6 separate regions of the Mus musculus genome follow, and all the other regions are linked to region 3. Evidence: chromatin contacts called from public Hi-C, HiChIP or PLAC-seq and promoter capture Hi-C data. All regions are on one chromosome and are shown on one strand. The core of a region is the stretch at or near the end of the contact, and the rest is flanking DNA. Distances in the headings are between cores, read along the strand shown. Region 1 holds the start of Prrt3 (proline-rich transmembrane protein 3). Region 2 holds the start of Brk1 (BRICK1, SCAR/WAVE actin-nucleating complex subunit). Region 3 holds the start of Mtmr14 (myotubularin related protein 14). Region 4 holds the start of Srgap3 (SLIT-ROBO Rho GTPase activating protein 3). Region 5 holds the start of Emc3 (ER membrane protein complex subunit 3). Region 6 overlaps Srgap3 (SLIT-ROBO Rho GTPase activating protein 3).

Region 1 (2,940 bases), core at 161-2,660, 260 kb after region 3:
GGCTCCTGTGAACCATCACGTGGATTGGAGAGCTCCGACAGGAGGCGGTCTGAGAAGCAGTGTTTTTTAAAGGGAAAGAGGTCGGCATCATGTCCAGGGACAATTGGAGGGTAGTTCGTATTAGCCTAGACACTCCTCTCCAGGGATGCCTTCTGTTCCTGGCTCTCCCTATCCGGAGCAAAGCTCCCTTGTATATCATCTCCTGTCTGCCGCTGGCCTGGGGCTCCTGTCTTTTTCCTTTACACCTCCAGCCCCTGTACAATCCGGGCCCAGGTAGATATATTCCCAAGAGGTCCCTATTCCTAAGTCCATCCTTAAGTAGGCCAGGGAGGTAGGAGGGATCAGCAGTGGCCAGCCAGCTGAGGGCCAGCTGTGTTAGGGGCAGGTGCTGTGTCCTTTTCCTCTTGGACACAGCCACCTTTGGTGGCTCAGACACTAGGAGAAGTTAGAGGTAACCCCAGAGACTCTTCCGAGGAGTACCCCTAGGCTCATCAGAGGTTGTGGGAAGTTTCAGGGGATTCAAAGACCTCTTGGGTCCAGTCACAGCGTTAATTCAGACAGCCTTTAAGTCTTGGTAAGCCCTCTCTCAAACATCTATTAAGCCCCAGGTTCTGCTCATAGGCCAGGCTGGGGTCTGGGGACCCATAAAGTCCTCAGTTCTGAGGCTGGGGATGAGGTGTGCGAAGGAAGGACTTGGGGCCCCTGATATGGATATAGGTTATAATAATACCCTGTGTTGAGCTCTTTGCTTAGTTAGGCCTCTGTTCTAAACCTTCCCATACAGCAGGTGCAAGTACCCATCACACAGGAAAGGAGAGTGGGCAACCAAGAGTCAGAGAGGTTGAGCAACTTGTCCAAGGTCGCACAGCCAGCTGAAAACACATACTAGAGATACTGAAGCCCGTACAGCTCTGTAGACTTTGCAGAGGAGGAGATGGCTGAGCTGGGCCTTCAGTGAATAACATGCCATCTGCCTACCACCCCCGATGCAAGAGATGTGGGCACCCGCAGTCCAGGCAGGAGCTTGCCTAGCATTAGGGTCCCCATGGCTGGACAGTTCTGAGGGGAGATGAGATCAATCAGCCGCAGAGACTAGGGGGTGGGGGGAGCAGGGTGAGGGCCTCTGCAGGACAGCCTGCAGAAGCTGGTCCATCTCGGGTTACCTCTCTTCCTCCTTCTCCAGCTTCTCTCTCCCTGGCTCCATGCCTTCCCGCAGTGTCCCGGGTGGGGTTTGGCACCGTGCAGGCCCATGCCCGCGAAGGGGCTGTAAGCCTTGCTCCTTGCCTTCTTGGGTCCCGCCATCTCCCCTTCCCTCGGCCAGCTCCTCACCTGCGCGCTGCATCCGCAGCCATGCGTTCACCTTGCGCGCGTCCCTGCAGCCGCTCCCGGAGGCGCATCCTCCGAGATGCTCAGGCTTGGCCAGCAGAGCCCGGCTCTGCCGATCTCCTCGTCAAGCCCGCCCACAGGAGCGCGGGATACTTAACCCTTTCCTTTGGGAACGGTCTCTGTTCGCTGCTCCTCACCGCCCCTTTCTCACAAGCAGCACAGCCCAGATGGTGTCAGAGCCCTGTGGGGTTCTGCAGTGTTCCTTCTAGCTACAGCCCGCTTTATTTGCATACCTGCGGGGACTGGGAGCTCACTTTCTCTGGATTCATACAGGCATAGGTAGATCATACATACAGCCTGGCATATCTTCCAGGCTTTTCCCAGAGCATATTAAATAAAAATGAGCCCACGCTTTCTTAATTGCTCTTGTAACTTGCCTTTCTCCTCATCATTTTACAATATATTCTGACACATTTTCGAAGATCTACTTCTTTCTTTTTTCTTCTTTTCTTCTTCTTTCTCCTCACCCTCCTTCTTTTCTATTATTGTTGTTGTTGTTATTTTGGTGTGTGTGTGTGTGTGTGTGTGTTTGTATTTGTGTGGCCTGTGGCATACCACATCATGTCTGTGGAGTCAGTTTTCTCCTTCTGCCTTGTGTATCCTGGGGACCAAACTCAGATCTTCTTTACCTGCAGAAGCAGCTTGCCAGCCCTAGGTCTACTTCTTTCTGGTCTCCGATGTGGTGATTTTCAGCATGTGGTTAGCCGATCATGTAATTTCTTCTGGCCTTTGTGACTGGATACAATACTACCTGAGTCACTGTTCTATTGTTATGAAGAGACACCGTGACCAAAGCAACTGCTATAAGAGAAAGTATTTAATTGGGTGCTTGCTTACAACTTCAGTGGTTTAGTCCCTTATCATCATGTTGGCAGGCACTGGAACAGTAGCTGAGAGCTACATACTGATCAATAGAAACACACACACACAGAGAGACAGACAGACAGACAGACTAGGCCTGGCATGGGCTTTTGAAACCTCAAAGCCTTCCCCATTTGACACACAGCTTCTGTTAAGGCCACACTTTCTAATCCTTCTAATCTTTTCAAAATAGGGCCACTCCCTGATGGCTAAGTATTCAACTATATGAGCTTATGGGAGCCATTGTTATTCAAATCACCACAAATACCTTCTTTATCTTCAGCCTCTAACACTAGCGGGAGAAATGGAGAAGGCTGAACTGTAGCTGACCTTAGGTACTTTCTGGGTTCTTCTCCCACCCCCATCCCCCGCACTTTATCCTCCCACCCCCAGTTTCACCCCCTATCACTAGAGACAGAAAGAAGGATAGAGAAAAGAGAGATCCTTGAATCTAATTTCTTTCCTTTTGTTTGTTCTTTGAGCACAGCTACTAACAAACCACAACCCCCTCCAACCAACAACCACCCACCCCTGCCTCTCCATAGCATTTATACACCCTCTGAAAAGTTCCCAGAATTCCAATGGTCACACAATCACAGAAACTATGCAGCTGGCAAAATGACGTCTCTGCTAGAGCACTAGGCAAATCACAGTCAGCTGTGGCAGACAGTCCAAAGCAGCCCCACCTCCCTA
Region 2 (2,851 bases), core at 180-2,679, 370 kb after region 3:
TCATTGGGTATTAGCATTAAAAATGTATTTGGCAGCTTGGCGTGGTGGCGCATGCCAGCACTCGGGAGGCAGAGACAGGCGGATATCTGAGTTCGAGGCCAGCCTGGTCTACAAAGTGAGTTCTAGGACAGCCAGGGCTACACAGACAAACCCTGATTTGGAAAAAGAAAGAAAGAAAGAAAGAAAGAAAGAAAGAAAGAAAGAAAGAAAGAAAGAAAGAAAGAAAGAAAGAAAGAAAGAAAGAAAGAAAGAGAGAAAGAAAGAGAGAGAGAAAGAGAGAGAGAAAGAGAGAGAGAGAGAGAGAAAGAGAGAGAAAGAGAGAGAAAGAGAGAGAAAGAGAGAGAAAGAGAGAGAAAGAGAGAGAAAGAGAGAGAAAGAGAGAGAAAGAGAGAGAAAGAGAGAGAAAGAGAGAGAAAGAGAGAGAAAGAGAGAGAAAGAGAGAGAAAGAGAGAGAAAGAGAGAGAAAGAGAGAGAAAGAGAGAAAGAGAGAGAAAGAGAGAGAAAGAGAGAGAGAAAGAGAGAGAAAGAGAGAGAAAGAGAGAAAGAGAGAGAAAGAGAGAGAAAGAGAGAGAAAGAGAGAGAAAGAGAGAGAAAGAGAGAGAAAGAGAGAGAAAGAGAGAGAAAGAGAGAGAAAGAGAGAGAAGAGAAAGAAAGAAAGAAAAGTATTTTGCTCATTTGGTAAATATGGAGATTCAGAGTTGGTGGGACACCTCGAACAATAAAGACACTGAAGCTGATGATCTGAGTGTTCAGTCCCACAAGATGGAAGGTGAGGAACCCACTCCTGCAAGTTGTCCTGTAACTTCCGCCCGCGTGTTGTGCCACGTAAGCGCTCACATATAATACGAATAAAATAATTTTAACCTGGCGGTGGTGGCCACATTTTTAATCTCAGCACTCCGGAGGGAAAGGCAGGCTGATCTCTGTGAGTTCGAGGCCAGCCTGGTCTACAGAGGGAGTACAAGGACAGCCAAGACTACACAGAGAGACCCTGTCTCGAAAAACAACAACAACAACAAATTTTAAAAGAAAACGAGAATGAACAGAGTTGTGACCCAAGCATGACAAGCATTCTGAATAAACGGGATTCGTGGACTGTGCCCATCACAGCTAACAAGGTGCAAGAGAGCTTGGAGCAACCCTTAGGCGGAGGTGGGAATGTGTGGGCGCCCCCTAACGACAAGATCCGCTAGTGGTCAGCGGGTGCTTGTAACCGGGGACAGGGTAGCTCTTAGTCTTCACATCGCGAGTGGAGGAATCTTGTTTACCCCAGCGTGGGAGCCAAGCTAGAGCGCAGGGATTAGAGTGCGCACGCGCGTCGCTCTGCCAGCCCTTTCTGGGGCTCGAACACTCGGGTACTGGCTGGCGGCGCAGGCGCGCTGGAGGCCTGTAGAGGTCGCGGCGCCTGCGCAGTCACTCTTCCTCAGGCGGCCGCCATGGCGGGACAAGAGGATCCGGTGCAGCGGGAGATTCACCAGGACTGGGCGAACCGGGAGTACATTGAGATCATCACCAGCAGCATCAAGAAAATCTCAGACTTTCTCAACTCTTTCGGTCAGCGGGCGAGCAGGGGAGGCTGGGAGGAGGGAGGCCTGGGAGGCGGCCGGCGGCGGGGAGGAGAGGCGCGCCGCCCTGGCTACTCGCTTCCTCTTTGGCTGCCCGCCGGCCCCAGTGCCCTCACCCCGAGCCTCACTGGGCCGTTTCCGAGGGTCTACCCTGCCCGTTGCCATGCCCCACTTGCGCTCGTCAGCACGCCCACTGTCCAGCCTCTTAGGCCCATCCATCATCCGCCCCGGTTTGCGCCGCGCTTCCGTGCCAGTCTTCACTTGGCAGGCAGTGCGCAGCCGTGTCACGGTCACGGTCGCGCTTACTGTTGAGAGACTCCTGCTCGTTGTCCATCTCCTTCAGGAAGAAGTCCGAACCCCTTTGATGTCATGCCTTCTATTGCTCCCGTTTAACCACTCCCGGCAGGTTCATTCATCCCCGGCTCGATTTGGTGCTAGTGCTGAGGGTTGTAAGGGATGGGGCCCGCTCGGGCCTTGGGAATGGCTTTTCTAGCCCTGTATCTGCTTCATGGTAGGTGCTCTGGATGCTTCTGTCTGGCTCCTCGGATTTTACAGGGCAGATGGTTTCAGCAGAGTCCACTTTTCCAAAAAACTATTCCTAGGTGTGGCCGGCTAGTGACAGTCTTGATTTCTTTCTGCGTGCGTTCCTAGCCTTCTGGACTGAAAACCTGTTACAGACTTCTTATGGTCTCCGGAAGGGTTCTTTCAGGGACCTTCTTACACAATACAAGACGTGCAGATGGCATCCAGTGATCTTTTTCACTAGAGTGCTTTGGTTCTACTAATTAGCAACTTTCAGCATCTTGGGGAGAAAGTGCTGTATTTTGAAAAAAATTAAAGTGAATCGTATATTTTCTAGCTAAAGACCCGATGAGTCCTAAGTAGTATGATAGAAGGTAACCGAACAGTAGCTTCAATTACGGGGTGTAGTTCAGGGATTGGGCTCCTGAGTGGTAAGCACAAGACCCCGGCATCCCCCACTTCTTAGAGTTTTCTTTCTCTCTCTCCTTTTTTTTCCTCCTTTTTTTGTGTTTTGTTTTGTTTTTTGGTTGGTTGGGGGTTTTTTGTTTTGTTTTGTTTTTGTTTTTTGAGAAAAGAGAACAAAAAGGAAATTGGAAATGCATCATTAAGGGGCAGGGGATGCCTAGTCTGTAGAGTATTGGCCTAGCACCCACACACCATGCCTTTAATAGCAGCACTCAGGATGCAGAGGCAGGAGGACCAGGAGGAACTCCCAAGTCATCTGCTTCATAGAGAGTTTTGAGTCCAGCCTGGTAGAGCAAAGC
Region 3 (3,029 bases), core at 7-2,506:
TACCTCCCTCTGCATCAATTAGCAATCAAGAAAAGGCCCCACAGACATGCTCAGAGGCCAACCAGGTGGAGGCAATTACTCAACTGAAGAGTCCTTTCCCCAAGTTGGGAAGCAAGAATAATCATCACAGTTTAGAAGACGAGACTAAATAATAATTTTTTTAAAAAATGCATATTTTGATTCTATTTGACCATCGCCAAAAGGGAAAACTAATTTCCAGTATTAGAATTCAGGACAGGACCTAGTTGAGCATGAAGAGTGACTGACAGTCAGCAGGGGTTGTGGTTTGTGTTTTCCTTAGATTTCTTTACAAATCTAAGAAAATGAGTACTTTTAGGCACTATGTTAACTTACTATGTTTTCACAGCATCAATTTCATTTTGAGAGTTTTCTTTCGACATAAGTTATAGCTTAATCAACTGTCTGACTGATGGCCAAATGAGCAATTCTCCCTCAGATATACAATACTGAAGGAGGCCTTAACACCTTCTCTCTAAACATCAATACTTGGGGGTAGATAGTACACACATCTTCTGAGACTAACAATTCTAGGAATTTGGGACTGATATTTGAGATTCTCAGCACCCAGAAAGTGGAGGCAGGTGAGTCAGGAGTTCAAGGCCAGCCTTGGCTATACCACAAATAATTACCTACATCAAACAACAAACACCAGCCCAATACACAAACAACTCCCTAGACAGGGAAGAACTGAGCAGGAGATTGGCACGTGTTGATTTATGATGAAAGCAGCTGATAGGAAAATGAAGGAACATTATTATCTACACTTTTTTAAACATTTTTAAAAAATTAAGGTGTGGTCTGGGCTAGTCTCAAATGCCTGATTCTCACGCTTCATCCTCTGGCGTTTGCCTACTGACACCAGCTAGAAAATCTTTTTAAATAAATAGGATGATGGTCCACGCTATATTGGCAGGGACGTCCATAAGAGCAGTGGAGAAGTGCTGTTTGAAATGCTGTTTTGATTCTTGCAGCTCTCGTCTTCTTGCTGCCAGCACTAACTCAGGCCTCCGGCGGTTCCTTCCTCTCTTGTTGCCAATGGTTCCCGCCTTTCCCCTCCCCGCAGCCGCGGTGGTTTAGCCCGGCTTCCCCCGGGGAAACCCCTTGGGCGGAGCGCGGCCCCCGCCGTGAGGCCACTTGGATCCCTCCGCGTCAGGGGTGGGCCGGGGACCTGTGGGCCGGGCACGAACCCCGGGCTCTGATTGGCTGCGGCGGGAGTAAACATCCGGAGAGGTGGGGCGGGGCCGGAAGTGGAAGAAGAAGGCGGCGGCTGAGTCGGTTCAGGAGGTTTTAGAGCCGGAGTCCGAGCTTCAGGTGCCATGGGCTGGGGGAAGGCGCCCTGAGGGGACTCGAGGCTGTGCATGGCGGGTGCTCGGGCCGCCGCCGCCGCCTCGGCGGGTTCCACCGCCTCGTCGGGCAGCCCGCCGCCTCAGGAGCCCGGGCTCTGGGAGCTGCTGGAGGAGTTCTCCCGGACTCAGTACCGTGCCAAGGACAGCGGCGGGAAGAGCGGCTCTAAGGTGAGCCCCAAAGGTGCAACGACCTGAACTGGTCCCTGGCCTGAGTTACCGAGGGAAGACTGTGGTTCGGGATGGGAGGAGAGCTGGAATGAGACCTCCTTGGGGAGGCACGGGAGAGGAACTTATCCAGGATATGGACTCAGAGAGTAAGGATCCGGCTTTACACCAAAGAGGAGGACCGAAGCTCCTTGTGGGTTTTGGGGTGGGGGGTTGCTTTAACAGGGGTTTGGAGGTCAAGGGTCGGAGTTGTGGGCCAGGTGCAAAGGTTAGACAATAGGAACGCTACCCTTCGTGAGCCTAGGAGGGGTTACCAACAGATTCAAAACAAAAAACAAAACCCCTAAAATCTAAGTAAAAATGGGGAAGAGACTCCTCTGGACCAGAGATCAGAGTAGAAGTCTGGAGTAGTGTGACATTATGGAGCCCAGAGAACAGCGGAGTGTGTCACCTCCTTATAAGGTACCAGCATGACTTAGGCCCTTCCCTTTCCTTTCCTGTAGAGCAAGAAGAGAACCCACATTCCCTTTCTGTTCCTTTTATCAGAAGTCTCTGTCCGTTGTCCCCCCACCCCGGGAATTTCCCTCTGCCCTAGTCACCAGGCCTGAAAAGAGAGCTGCTGATCTGGTCGAGGCATACTGACCTCAGCACTGATAGACCCGGCCCTTTCTCTTTCCCAGTGTGGCATTACACATTGGCGTTGGTCTCTGTGCTGGGCCATAAAACTGGTTTGGCCCCAGAGGTTACCTAGGGGCTGAGACATCTTCTATTAATCTCTGAAGTAACAACCTAAGAAAGATCACTAATGTGGTATTATCGGACCAGACAATTAAGTACCTTTCAGATTATAATTGGCATCATTTGGAGCTCTTGTTAAACACAAAGATTTCTGGTCTTAGATTCTCTTAAAGCACAATGTCTGGGGAGGCAGACCCTAGAATTTGTACTGTATGTTCAGAAAAGCCTTAAATGCGTTATCCCAACCAAGGCCAGTCATGCACTCCTGTCCTTCTGTCTCCACTTCCTAGGTGATGGGGTTACAGGTGTTTACCCTCATGCTTGGTTTCTGTGGTGCTGGAGATTGAACACAGGTTTTTATGCATGCCAGACCGGCATTCTACCAGCTGAGCTACATCACCAGCCTTGGTGTGTGTTGAGGCGTGGTTTTTTGTCTGTGGCCCTGGCTTGGTTTCACAGTCATTATCCCAGGATGGCTTGTAACTAATAATCCTCCTGCCTTAGCCTCCCAAGGACTACATACACGTGTGAGCCACCACAGCTGACTTCGAGGGCAATCTTTTGAGTGGTTATAGGAGGTGTGTGATTTTGATGGATCTCACTGCCCTCTGAATGTCTGTGAAGATTAGAGTTTTACAAGTTAAACCTTACTCTCACCACAACTGGTCTTAATACTGCTCCAGGCTTCATGATCTCTTGCAAAGTTCTTGATGTGTTACAGGCGGTAAGCTTTTCTTCCAGTGGGCTTTTCACTGAACT
Region 4 (3,225 bases), core at 585-3,084, 290 kb before region 3:
CTGAAGCTGTGCTTAGACAGCCCGAGGGTGCAGGAAGCCCACCGTCTGGCTCGAGGGCAGAGGCTGCTTGCCTTCTTTTAGCTGTGCAACTGGGGCCCTTCTCTTCCTCTCAGCTAGCAAGGATTTAGGGAGCAGCTTCTGCAAGAAGTATGGGTTCTATGCTACCAAAGCTGGAACCAGCACCCAAAGGGCATCTCACTCTCCTAGCAGGCAGACTTTCCCAGAACCACGGGAGCCAAGCGGCACCTACCAGTCCAAATCGTACACTGAGGTGTTGGCTTTTAACCAAAGCTGATGACCCGAAACACCGGTGTACAGAAGGACCAGGCTGCACGCTGGAAGATAATACATTTTCGGCACAGAACTCTCTCTTTATGCTTAAATGCCTGCATTAGTCTGGATCAATATGTCCCATAACAGTTAATCCATGGCAACTCAGACCAGGCAAGAAATGCTGACAAAGAAGGGCTACTTAAGGATGCGATGCACCCCCCCCACCCCCCCACCCCACCCCCACCCCCCGCAGCCCATACTCATGCATTTGAATTTCAGCCCAGAGAAGGCAGCAGAGGCAAAAACAACCACCCACAAAAGCCAAAAGAAGGGATGGGGAGAGCAGATCAAAAAATATATACATAAATAGCAAAGGGCTTTCTCGATGGGAGTGAGGGGGAGGAGGCCTTGACTGTCAAAATGGCCTTAGAGTGACATATCACTGCCAAGATGATGGAGTACCGGCGACACTCCTAAAGTCCCTTCCTCACACACCTGCAATGCAGAGATTTCTGCCCTTTCTGTAATTCACGCTCCCAGCCCAGGCACTATCTGCAGTGGGAGCCAGTCTGGACTTGTGCAGCCAGCACCCGGTCCTTCCTCCTTACAATAAGATTATTGCTGCATAGCAACTTCTCAAGAAGGCAGGGAGGCGAAGGAAGAGACAGCAGAGGGAGAGACAAGGGGACGGAGAGAAGGCAAAGTCCCTCGGCCCCACCACTCACCTTTTATTTGGGCTTCATATTCAGCAATGATCTCTTTGTCTTTCTTGAACTTAGTTTGAGATGACATCTTCCGACGTGGCAAAGAGAACTGACAGGCTGTTTGATCTATTTCTCCTTCTCTCTCCAAGTCCTCTCCCAAGCCTGGGTAATCACACAGCAATGGTCGATTTCACAGGTTTCAAGGGCTAATCTCTTTTACTTGGCTACAGAGCCCCGGGGTTGAAATCCTTCTTCTGGGAGGAAAATGCTCTCTGCTGGCAGGGAAATGGCTCTAGTGGCTTGCTCTGGTCAGCTCCTCTTGCAAAAGAAGTCACCCTGGGAGTACCATAACCTGCCCCAGATTTCCAGGATTTTTCTTCCAAAATAATAATAATAGCAGCCAAGAGCACACACAAACACACACACACACGTACACACACACACACAAACACATTCACGAGTGCACACACACGCTCACCCAGACACGCTTCCACGCAATTGTGCTGTGCACACACCCATCCACACCACAAGCGCGCGCATACACACACGCGCGCACACACACACACACACGCATACACACACACACCCTCACTCACACACACACACCCGCTTGCTCACTCATACACACACATCCACAAGAGGCGCGGCGCCTCCTGGGTCGTGTGGCCAGTCTCCGGTTCGCTTTGGAAGGCTCTGCTAAGGAAATGGTCAGGTTGCCAAAGGACCGGTCATCTCTCATCCTCCCTCCGGTCGATCGGCGCCTCGGGTCTGCTGGACGGTGAGGATCAAAACCAGGAGAGGGAGGTGGAAGTTTTCCCGGCTGTAGCGTTTTAGCTCCGCTGGACCCAGGGCTGGACTGCTCACCCTGCAGGGCTGGCTGAGCTCTCCCCCACCGCCCTCGTCACTAGACTCCGCCTCCCGGATTTTATAACAACTGACACATTGTAGCCTACAGGAGAGCTGAACTAGCTGCAAGCAAAAAGGGGAAGAAACGCTCACAAAAGGGAAGGCGGCAGGAGGGGGAAATCAGGTTGGGAAGGCCTGGGAGGCTCCTGCAAACTCGAGCTAGTAGTAGTTAGGCTGGAGATTTTCTAACAAACACAGAAAGATTCTTTTCTTTGCGTCGTGCTCAAACTAGCAACTATATGACGAGTTGTCACTCTGCCTGAGACTCTGGCAGAGTCTGATGCATGCAGGAGAGGCCACTATTTTTGAAAGAATTACTTGATAACAGGGACAGTGCCAGAGGTTTCAGCTTTGCAGAGAGATCTGGCAGACAGGGCTGCCTTCAGGCTCAGAGAAGGTGGGACAGCGCCATTCTGACTCCCTCGTCTTAGTTCCTTTACCAGTAAAATAAGCTCTCTTTGGAGACTCTTTAATGGACAATTTCAACAAATACATACAAAAAGCTTACTAAAGGGCCCACTGGCGTTATAAAGGCAAGAAGCACCATATGACAGTACAACAGAATTTAACTACACGCTGAATGATAGAATGGGTAAAAATGACAAGTGCTAAGAATTGAAAATATTACAGAGCGGGGGGATTCAAATGTAAAGAGCTTTTGGGAGATGGAGTATGAACAGAAACAGTTTGGCTCAGTACCTAGGTACACAGTAAGCTCCCTATAAATAGTAGCAACTATGGTAACCCCAGCATCCTAGGGGCTACATTATATATAAGTGGAAAATGACTTACCAGGGTGCCAGCATTCCAACCCAGACAACAAAACCCACCAGTAGTAAAGACTCAGTAGGAGTCTCCAGCATTTCATTAGAGAGTCCTAATTTCATTGGCATTTCAAATAGTTCAGTGTGGTAGGTCAAACTGGCATCAAGTACCATAGGATGCCTGATAATAAACTGTCATGAGAGTGTCTTGTCCCCCAAGAGTTCACTGAAAGAGACTTCCATAACTTTCTCAAACTAGGTACCACCTTCCACTTGTCCTTCTGGAATGGCCCAACATGTGATTTGGCTTGGGTTTAGAAATGAACAGGTTATCCGTACCAGCCTCTAAGGGCTCCCCAAGAGAGTATGCAGCTAGAACGGGTCTGGAGAGGTAGGTAAAGTGAGACAGGGTCCTCCCGCCTAGTGATCAGTGGGTGAGCACCAAGGGCTCAGTTGGGGAATGCACAGCAGCTGCCTGAGCAGTTCACCTGGTGAATCATAGGCTTATTATAGCTCTGGACACAGAAAGAGGAGGTTACAGAGTTCATAAGCAGATGCCACAGCCCACATCCTCCTGC
Region 5 (2,811 bases), core at 127-2,626, 290 kb after region 3:
GTGTTTTTAATTTAAGGTGATCTTTAAATCACCAGCAAATGGAAATCCAGTATTACTTGCCACAAAAAGAAAGTAACTTTTAAATACGATAAAATGAGGTTTTTTTTTTTTTTTTCTTCTTCTTCTTTTTTTTTGGTTTTTCGAGACAGGGTTCCTCTGTATAGCTCTGGCTGTCCTGGAACTCACTCTGTAGACCAGGCTGGCCTTGAACTCAGAAATCCACCTGCCTCTGCCTCCCAAGTGCTGGGATTAAAGGTGTGTGCCACCACGCCCGGCAAAATGAGGTTTTTGTTTTGTTTTGGTTTTTGTTTTCTGTTCTCTGCAGAAACGTTTGAAACGTTTCTCTTCATTAAAGTGATTCCTATGTGATCTGGACAAGTCAAGGAACCAGCAGCACTGTCTTCAGCTAGTCTCTGAAAATGACTAGAATAAGTGATTGAAAACTGTTACTGATTTTAATGTGAAGTGGCTGAAGTTATGTCAAAGTTCTGTCTCCCACAGAAAAGCACTGTAAGAAGGCAAGTGAGGAGAGGAGGCAGGTGGAATGGTCCATCGCAACTCCTCACACGTCTCTGTGGTAGTCTCCAAGCTTTGGAGGCACTTTATACCTTAGCATCTCAGCAGATCACTACAGTTCTTTGGTAGTGTAGATTATGAAATTCACTTGCCTGGATGTTAGCAGGACTCAAGGGAATATTGCATCTGACTCTCAGTGGGTACTCTTAATAACGGAATGGAGCAGGATAGTTCAGAGAGAACCTCACTGACGGTTGGCAACTAGCCTAACAATATTAAGAACGTTTTCTTAAACACTTAGTACATGCAAGGCCCTGGGCTAAAGGCTTTTAGGTATCATCCAATCTAACATCTACATGCCTGCTCTCTCTATTAGGTAGGTACTGAGATTATTCCCATTTTACTGACAAAAATGAAACACAGCTAACCGCCAAGGTCAACCCGTAGGGGCGCGATGAAAACTCAGTTAAAGTGATACAATCAATCCCTGCACTTTCTTGACCAAGGTCACCCGGGAGTGAGGTCAGCAGGATAGGGTGAGGGTACTGACCTGTCAGACACTTGTTCCTGGGTGAGCTTCTTGTCGCTCTGCAGTAGGATTGACACGTAGTGGCGGATCATGCCCACGAAGAAAGTGATGATAACGATGGGCAGGACCACCCAGAGGCGGATGTTGGAGTCAAGCAGCAGCTCGGGCCCCGCCATCTTCGCTGAGAGTTCGCTGCGGGTCGGGAGGAGTTGGGTTCCTCCCGGCTTTCGGCTCCGGGCCTTCACCCGCCCCTCAGTCTGGCTGGCGTGGAATCTGGGGCAGCCTAGCTTTCTCCGCGCACTGTTTCCAGCTGGGCCGCCAGGCCGTCAACTTCCGGTGCGGGCGAGTAACGTCACGCCACGGCGCGGCTTTGATGGCGTCAGAGCGCCGTTCTTCTAGCGGGAAAGTCGAAAACGAAGGGAAGCAACTGGCGGGTCCCCAGGTTAGTGGCTTTTTAGGCTTTCCTGGGAGCGAGATGGTATCTCTCCGAAGTCAGACGGCCCTGACTTGTTCTAGTGTTTCCCTCTGAAAAGTGGCTGTCAGTGATTACATATTATTGTAGGAAACGCATAATAAGAAATCTCGTATAATAAGAAATTTGAACCTGTTTTTAGTTTTTGAGGCTTTTTTTTTTTTTTTTTTGGCAAGACTTATTTAATGTATATGTATGATTTGACCTTCTGTGTTTATGTGCACCACATGCATATAGGAACCCGAAGGGGCGCAGGATTCCCTAGAACTGGAGTTACAGGCAGTTTTGAGCCGCATGTTTGAATGGGAACTGAACCTGGGTCCTCTGCAAGAGCAGTAAACGCTCTTAATCCCAGAGCTGTCTCACCAGCCCAGGAACGTTAATCCTTAATAGAAACCATTGCCCTAGTCTGGAGAGATGGTTTGGAGGTTAAGAGCACTGGCTGCTTCTCCAAAGGTCCTGAGTTCAATTCCCCTTAACCACATGGTGGCTCATAACCATGTATAATGAAATCTGATACCCTTTTCTGATGTGCAGACAGAACATTGTATACACAGAAAAATAAAGAGAGAGAGAGAGAAGCTGGGTGGTGGTGTCACTTGAGAGACAGAGGAAGTTGGATCTCTGAGTTCGATCAAGGTCAGCCAGTCCTCAGAGTGAGAGAAACCCTGTCTCAAACAAAAGAAAGCAAAACAAAAAAACAAAACCAACCAAATAAAAAACAGTAATAATAATAATAGCCCATAGTCTTGGCTTTTAGGAGGTGGAGGCAGGAGAAGTTGCCTTTGGCTATGTATGAGTTCAAGACCAAACAGCTACACAAGACCCTAGAAGTTGAAAGTAAGACAAAACCCACAGATTCTGGCCTGTCTAAGAACCAAAAATAAATGAACAAAACAAGGAGTACAGATTCTGGAACCAGACTTTTTAGAGTTAGAACCTCAGCCCTTCCCCTGATTAGGAGACTAGTAATGGTATCTTTCTTAAGTTAGCATGTGAGAAATATGTAGATTATAATTAGAGCATATAAGACAAGGTTGTTTGTTTGTTGGTTATTGAGATAGGGCCTCACTGTATATCTGAAGCTGGCCTAGAATGTAACTGGTAACTATGTAGACCAGCCAGTCCAATTTACATGGTGGAATCCTGTCTTAAAAATAAATACGTACTAGAAAAATAGCTCAGTGGTTAAGAACACTTGCTGCTCTGCAGAGAATCTCGGCTCCTTTCCCAGCACCCACATAGTGGCTCATAACTATCTGTAACTTCACTTCTGGGGGCTCTAATACTCTCT
Region 6 (3,126 bases), core at 101-2,600, 500 kb before region 3:
GAGGGCAGAAGGCATCAGGTCGCCTGGGGCTGGAGTATAGGCAGCCATGAGCTGACAGACTTGTGTGTTGAGAATTGATCTCCTCTTTCTGTAAGAGCAGCGTACAGTCTCAACTGCTGAGCCATCACTCCAGCCCCAACATTAATCTTTTTTTTTTTGTTTTACTTTGGTGCTGAGGATCCAATTAAGGACTCCCTACACAGTAAGTATATGCCCCATCACTGGGCTATACCCGAAGCCCCTCAATCATTTTTCAGTGTGAAAACCTTTCTTTGCTCTAGTTTCCTGACACATCTGGTAGATTGGTGCTGTCTACATAGTCACTCATTACAATTAAACACATAGCCACCTTCACTCTTTCAGGGTTAGCTTGAAGAAGGAAGCCAGACCTGGGTCTGAAAAGGTGCCTTACTAGTTCTCCTTATACAGAGCATCATAGAAGCTACCTGACTAATGACTAGTGACCTCAGGTGGGGCATGCAAAGACATGAGACTCTGGGAGAATGAACCCCTGGGTGGGAGGGGTCAGTGGCTGGAGGTTGGTGTGGGGACACTCACTCCTCTGTTTCCTGAGAAGGAAAGGTTACTTGGCCAGCTACCACATTATAAGAGCCCCTCGGACCCAGATAGAGCCCTGAAATAACTCTTGGGAAGTCTCCACAGGAACACCTGAGAAAGGGAAGGCTCTCTTGGTGTTGGAGTTGCCCAGAGAGTGGGTGACAAAACTGGAGCTGTCCTCTGACAGCCTCTAAGGGAAGCCAAGGGATGAAGACTGCAAGGCCAGGTCCTGCTGACAACTGCTGAGCCTCTGAATCCAGCCATACCTGAAGATATAGCCCTAAATGTTTTAGTGAGGTAAACTACAGGTGCATATTGGCTTAGGCTATCTGAAGGCATGTTTTTACTCCTTGTAACTTACGCAATTTTGACTGCTGTAGTTGTCTCTCACATGGGACTGCTGTAAAATTTACAAGGAAAACTAGCTATAGTGCGTGTCCCCTAGGGTAATGAGAAAACTGGAAGGCTTCTGATTGTTTTTAACAATAGGGTGATGCTAACGGGAATATTAAGGGGAAGGATGCCTTACCAGTACTCTTCCCCTCCAGCCATGCATTTTTCGTACACGGGTCCCTCTAGCTCCCGAGGGCTGGGGAAAATGGCTTCATGGTGGATGATGATAGTTTTGATGACTTCATTGACATGCGCCTGGCAGGATACAGGGTCCTGCCCATCGGGGATGTGCATGAGGGTGGGCCCGAAGCAGATGGCCAAGTTGTAGGGATCCATCATGTTCTCATCACTGTACTGGGAAAGGCTAGGAGAGAACAGATACTCACTGTTCACCCACAAGGCAAAGCCTCCCCCAGAGTTTCCTTCCTTTTTTTGCGGGGGGCGGGGGAGAGGGAAGTGGGGACACAACCCAAATGCAGAAGTTTCTATATTCTGATTTATAAAATAGCATTCATAAGAGCCTTGGCCCAGAGGAGGCCAGTGGCAGAGGGCTCCCCAGGCCAGGTACTCACTGATTGAGGAAAGCAAAGAGGTATCTCATGACCACAATGACCACGCGGGGCAGGGTGATGAGGATCTGCTGGATTGGGTGCACCCTGTCAGCTGGGTTCTCCAGTTCTGTAAGGTACAGAGAGTTCAAGGTGACCAACACCCTTGGAGAGCAAGGCAGTAGATGTCTCTAGGCTCCACCTCCCCCATCAGCTATAGGGATCAATCAGGAAGGCTCTACTCTCAGTTGGGATTCATATGAGATCCTGGCTAGAGCCAATCAGAACAAGACAGGTTGGGGGCTAGCCTACTTAGAATCTCTTTGAGCTGGTCTTGAGGACTTGTGGGGAATCCTATAGAGAGGTGCCTGGGACTTGGGTAGCAGAAAATCTGGAACAGCAAGGGTTCTGCCAGAAATGAGAAACCTATCTGATGGTCAGAAGAGTCACAGAGTGGCCATGTGAAGCCTAAAATGAATTGCCTAGTTTTCTGGTAGAGGATCTGAAACTGTTTTATGGACTCAGATGGTTTGGATTTCAGTCACTGGCAGCCTTGGAGTCCTGGTGTCACAGACAGGGACAGTGGTTTAGTAAAATGTGAGAGGCACCAGACATAGCACAGGCCTGGGAATGCTGCAGTCACCGAGAAAAGAATAGTGCAAGCACGGGCTCTTCTTGAGTGACCTATTGACCAGAAAGCTTAGCGCCTGCCCAGGATCTAGATCAGGGATCTGTTCTCAGGCGAACCATAGAGTCAAATGCTGGTGTGATGGCACAGCAAGACGGAACACCTATGAAGTTGGCAAACCAGAACTACAAGAAGTGAGGTGTCAATGCTGTGTGTAGGGTGGACAAGCCACACGTTGTCAGTGACATTTTCCTCACAGAACTCCAACCTCCAAAAGACCCCTTTTCTCCTCAGTAGCCAGCATGACAGGGCTACTGACACTCTTGCATGCCTTATCTTCTGGCCACTGTTCTTCCATTGAAAACGACCTAGGACAATGGGTCTAGATGAGGTGCTACTACCAAAGCTGGGGTTCTTGCTTCTTGAGTAGGCATTGTGTGGGGTTGAAGAGTAAGTGGAAGTCTATATTGGCATCCGTCACCCCCATGCCCTGACTGTATAGGGCATGTGGATTGATGTTGCCTGCCTTCAATTTCAACAGGGTGGTCCCTCTAGCTCACCTTCAAGACCTGGCTGAAAGAAGTCTCACCCAGGACAGCTCACGGTCAGTTTCTTATGCTCCTCTATAAATCCTCTAGACCCTCCTGTCAGTCACCCATGCCAGCTACCCTCCTATGGCTACTAGCGACATCATAGTTCTTAAAGACAGGGTTTTTTTTTATAAAGAGGGTACTTAAATCACTAATATGAGAAAAAAGGAAAATCCTTTGTTTTAATTAGAAGGTGACATGCAAATATTTAACAGTGAGGATATGTTCTAAGACATGCTGAAGGCAGAACAATGTGAGCCCACATCTGTACCATCTCCTACTGTCCTACATCTGGGACATATCCTGATGGCCAGCATCTCTTCCATCAGTCAAGTACCTTATGACCAGCAGTGTAGAGATAATCACCCAGTCAGTTAACTATCATCATTCCCCTTGTTTGCTGACCTGA

The links. Promoter capture Hi-C pulls out the DNA fragments that hold promoters and counts their contacts. Hi-C and Micro-C count contacts between places; a contact is called where the count stands out from the background. HiChIP or PLAC-seq counts read pairs in DNA pulled down with a chosen protein or histone mark. Capture Hi-C pulls out chosen DNA fragments and counts their contacts.
Region 1: a contact with region 3 is called in a promoter capture Hi-C map of pre-B cells. The contact joins the promoter of Prrt3 here to the promoter of Mtmr14 in region 3. A contact is called at or near these places in 6 of 39 promoter capture datasets (the C10 cell line, embryonic stem cells, fetal liver and 3 more), 1 of 484 Hi-C or Micro-C datasets (regulatory T cells), 3 of 115 datasets of contacts at active chromatin or transcription factors (embryonic stem cells and memory CD8 T cells) and 2 of 9 other capture datasets (adipose tissue and liver).
Region 2: a contact with region 3 is called in a Hi-C map of forebrain, with 7 times the contacts expected there. The contact joins the promoter of Brk1 here to the promoter of Mtmr14 in region 3. A contact is called at or near these places in 4 of 39 promoter capture datasets (hippocampal neurons, liver, pre-B cells and 1 more), 2 of 484 Hi-C or Micro-C datasets (CD4 T cells and forebrain), 1 of 115 datasets of contacts at active chromatin or transcription factors (embryonic stem cells) and 2 of 9 other capture datasets (liver and pancreatic islet).
Region 4: a contact with region 3 is called in a Hi-C map of uterus, with 5 times the contacts expected there. The contact joins the promoter of Srgap3 here to the promoter of Mtmr14 in region 3. A contact is called at or near these places in 1 of 39 promoter capture datasets (liver) and 1 of 484 Hi-C or Micro-C datasets (uterus).
Region 5: a promoter capture Hi-C map of adipose tissue shows a contact between it and region 3. The contact joins the promoter of Emc3 here to the promoter of Mtmr14 in region 3. A contact is called at or near these places in 4 of 39 promoter capture datasets (the C10 cell line, liver, maxillary cranial neural crest and 1 more), 3 of 484 Hi-C or Micro-C datasets (CD4 T cells and neutrophils), 4 of 115 datasets of contacts at active chromatin or transcription factors (embryonic stem cells, memory CD8 T cells, microglia and 1 more) and 2 of 9 other capture datasets (adipose tissue and pancreatic islet).
Region 6: a contact with region 3 is called in an H3K4me3 HiChIP or PLAC-seq map of bone marrow-derived macrophages, with 2.9 times the contacts expected there. The contact joins the enhancer-like site here to the promoter of Mtmr14 in region 3. A contact is called at or near these places in 1 of 39 promoter capture datasets (the 3T3-L1 cell line), 1 of 484 Hi-C or Micro-C datasets (embryonic limb bud) and 2 of 115 datasets of contacts at active chromatin or transcription factors (astrocytes and bone marrow-derived macrophages).

What each region holds. Positions count from the first base shown.
Region 1 is chr6:113,500,521-113,503,460 of GRCm38.p6, forward strand. It overlaps Prrt3 (proline-rich transmembrane protein 3), which reads right to left and starts at 1,411. Exons shown (of 4, transcript NM_001289700.1): 1 at 1,330-1,411.
Region 2 is chr6:113,603,343-113,606,193 of GRCm38.p6, forward strand. Brk1 (BRICK1, SCAR/WAVE actin-nucleating complex subunit) reads left to right here and starts at 1,430. Exons shown (of 3, transcript NM_133937.1): 1 at 1,430-1,554. The coding sequence starts at 1,437.
Region 3 is chr6:113,236,587-113,239,615 of GRCm38.p6, forward strand. Mtmr14 (myotubularin related protein 14) reads left to right here and starts at 1,257. Exons shown (of 19, transcript NM_026849.2): 1 at 1,257-1,535. The coding sequence starts at 1,380.
Region 4 is chr6:112,945,432-112,948,656 of GRCm38.p6, forward strand. Srgap3 (SLIT-ROBO Rho GTPase activating protein 3) reads right to left here and starts at 1,835. Exons shown (of 22, transcript NM_080448.4): 1 at 999-1,835. The coding sequence starts at 1,065.
Region 5 is chr6:113,530,262-113,533,072 of GRCm38.p6, forward strand. It overlaps Emc3 (ER membrane protein complex subunit 3), which reads right to left and starts at 1,377. Exons shown (of 8, transcript NM_175101.3): 1 at 1,067-1,377. The coding sequence starts at 1,221. Fancd2 (Fanconi anemia, complementation group D2) reads left to right here and starts at 1,421. Exons shown (of 44, transcript NM_001033244.3): 1 at 1,421-1,487.
Region 6 is chr6:112,737,796-112,740,921 of GRCm38.p6, forward strand. Srgap3 (SLIT-ROBO Rho GTPase activating protein 3) reads right to left here. Exons shown (of 22, transcript NM_080448.4): 16 at 1,524-1,629; 17 at 1,088-1,315. Among named protein-coding and RNA genes, the nearest start is that of Gm26799, 40 kb to the left of the region's middle. Within about 2 kb of position 1,351, at least 36 of the 459 cell types and tissues checked have an H3K27ac peak or open chromatin away from gene starts, as enhancers often do. A contact at or near this core is called in bone marrow-derived macrophages, where this site is marked.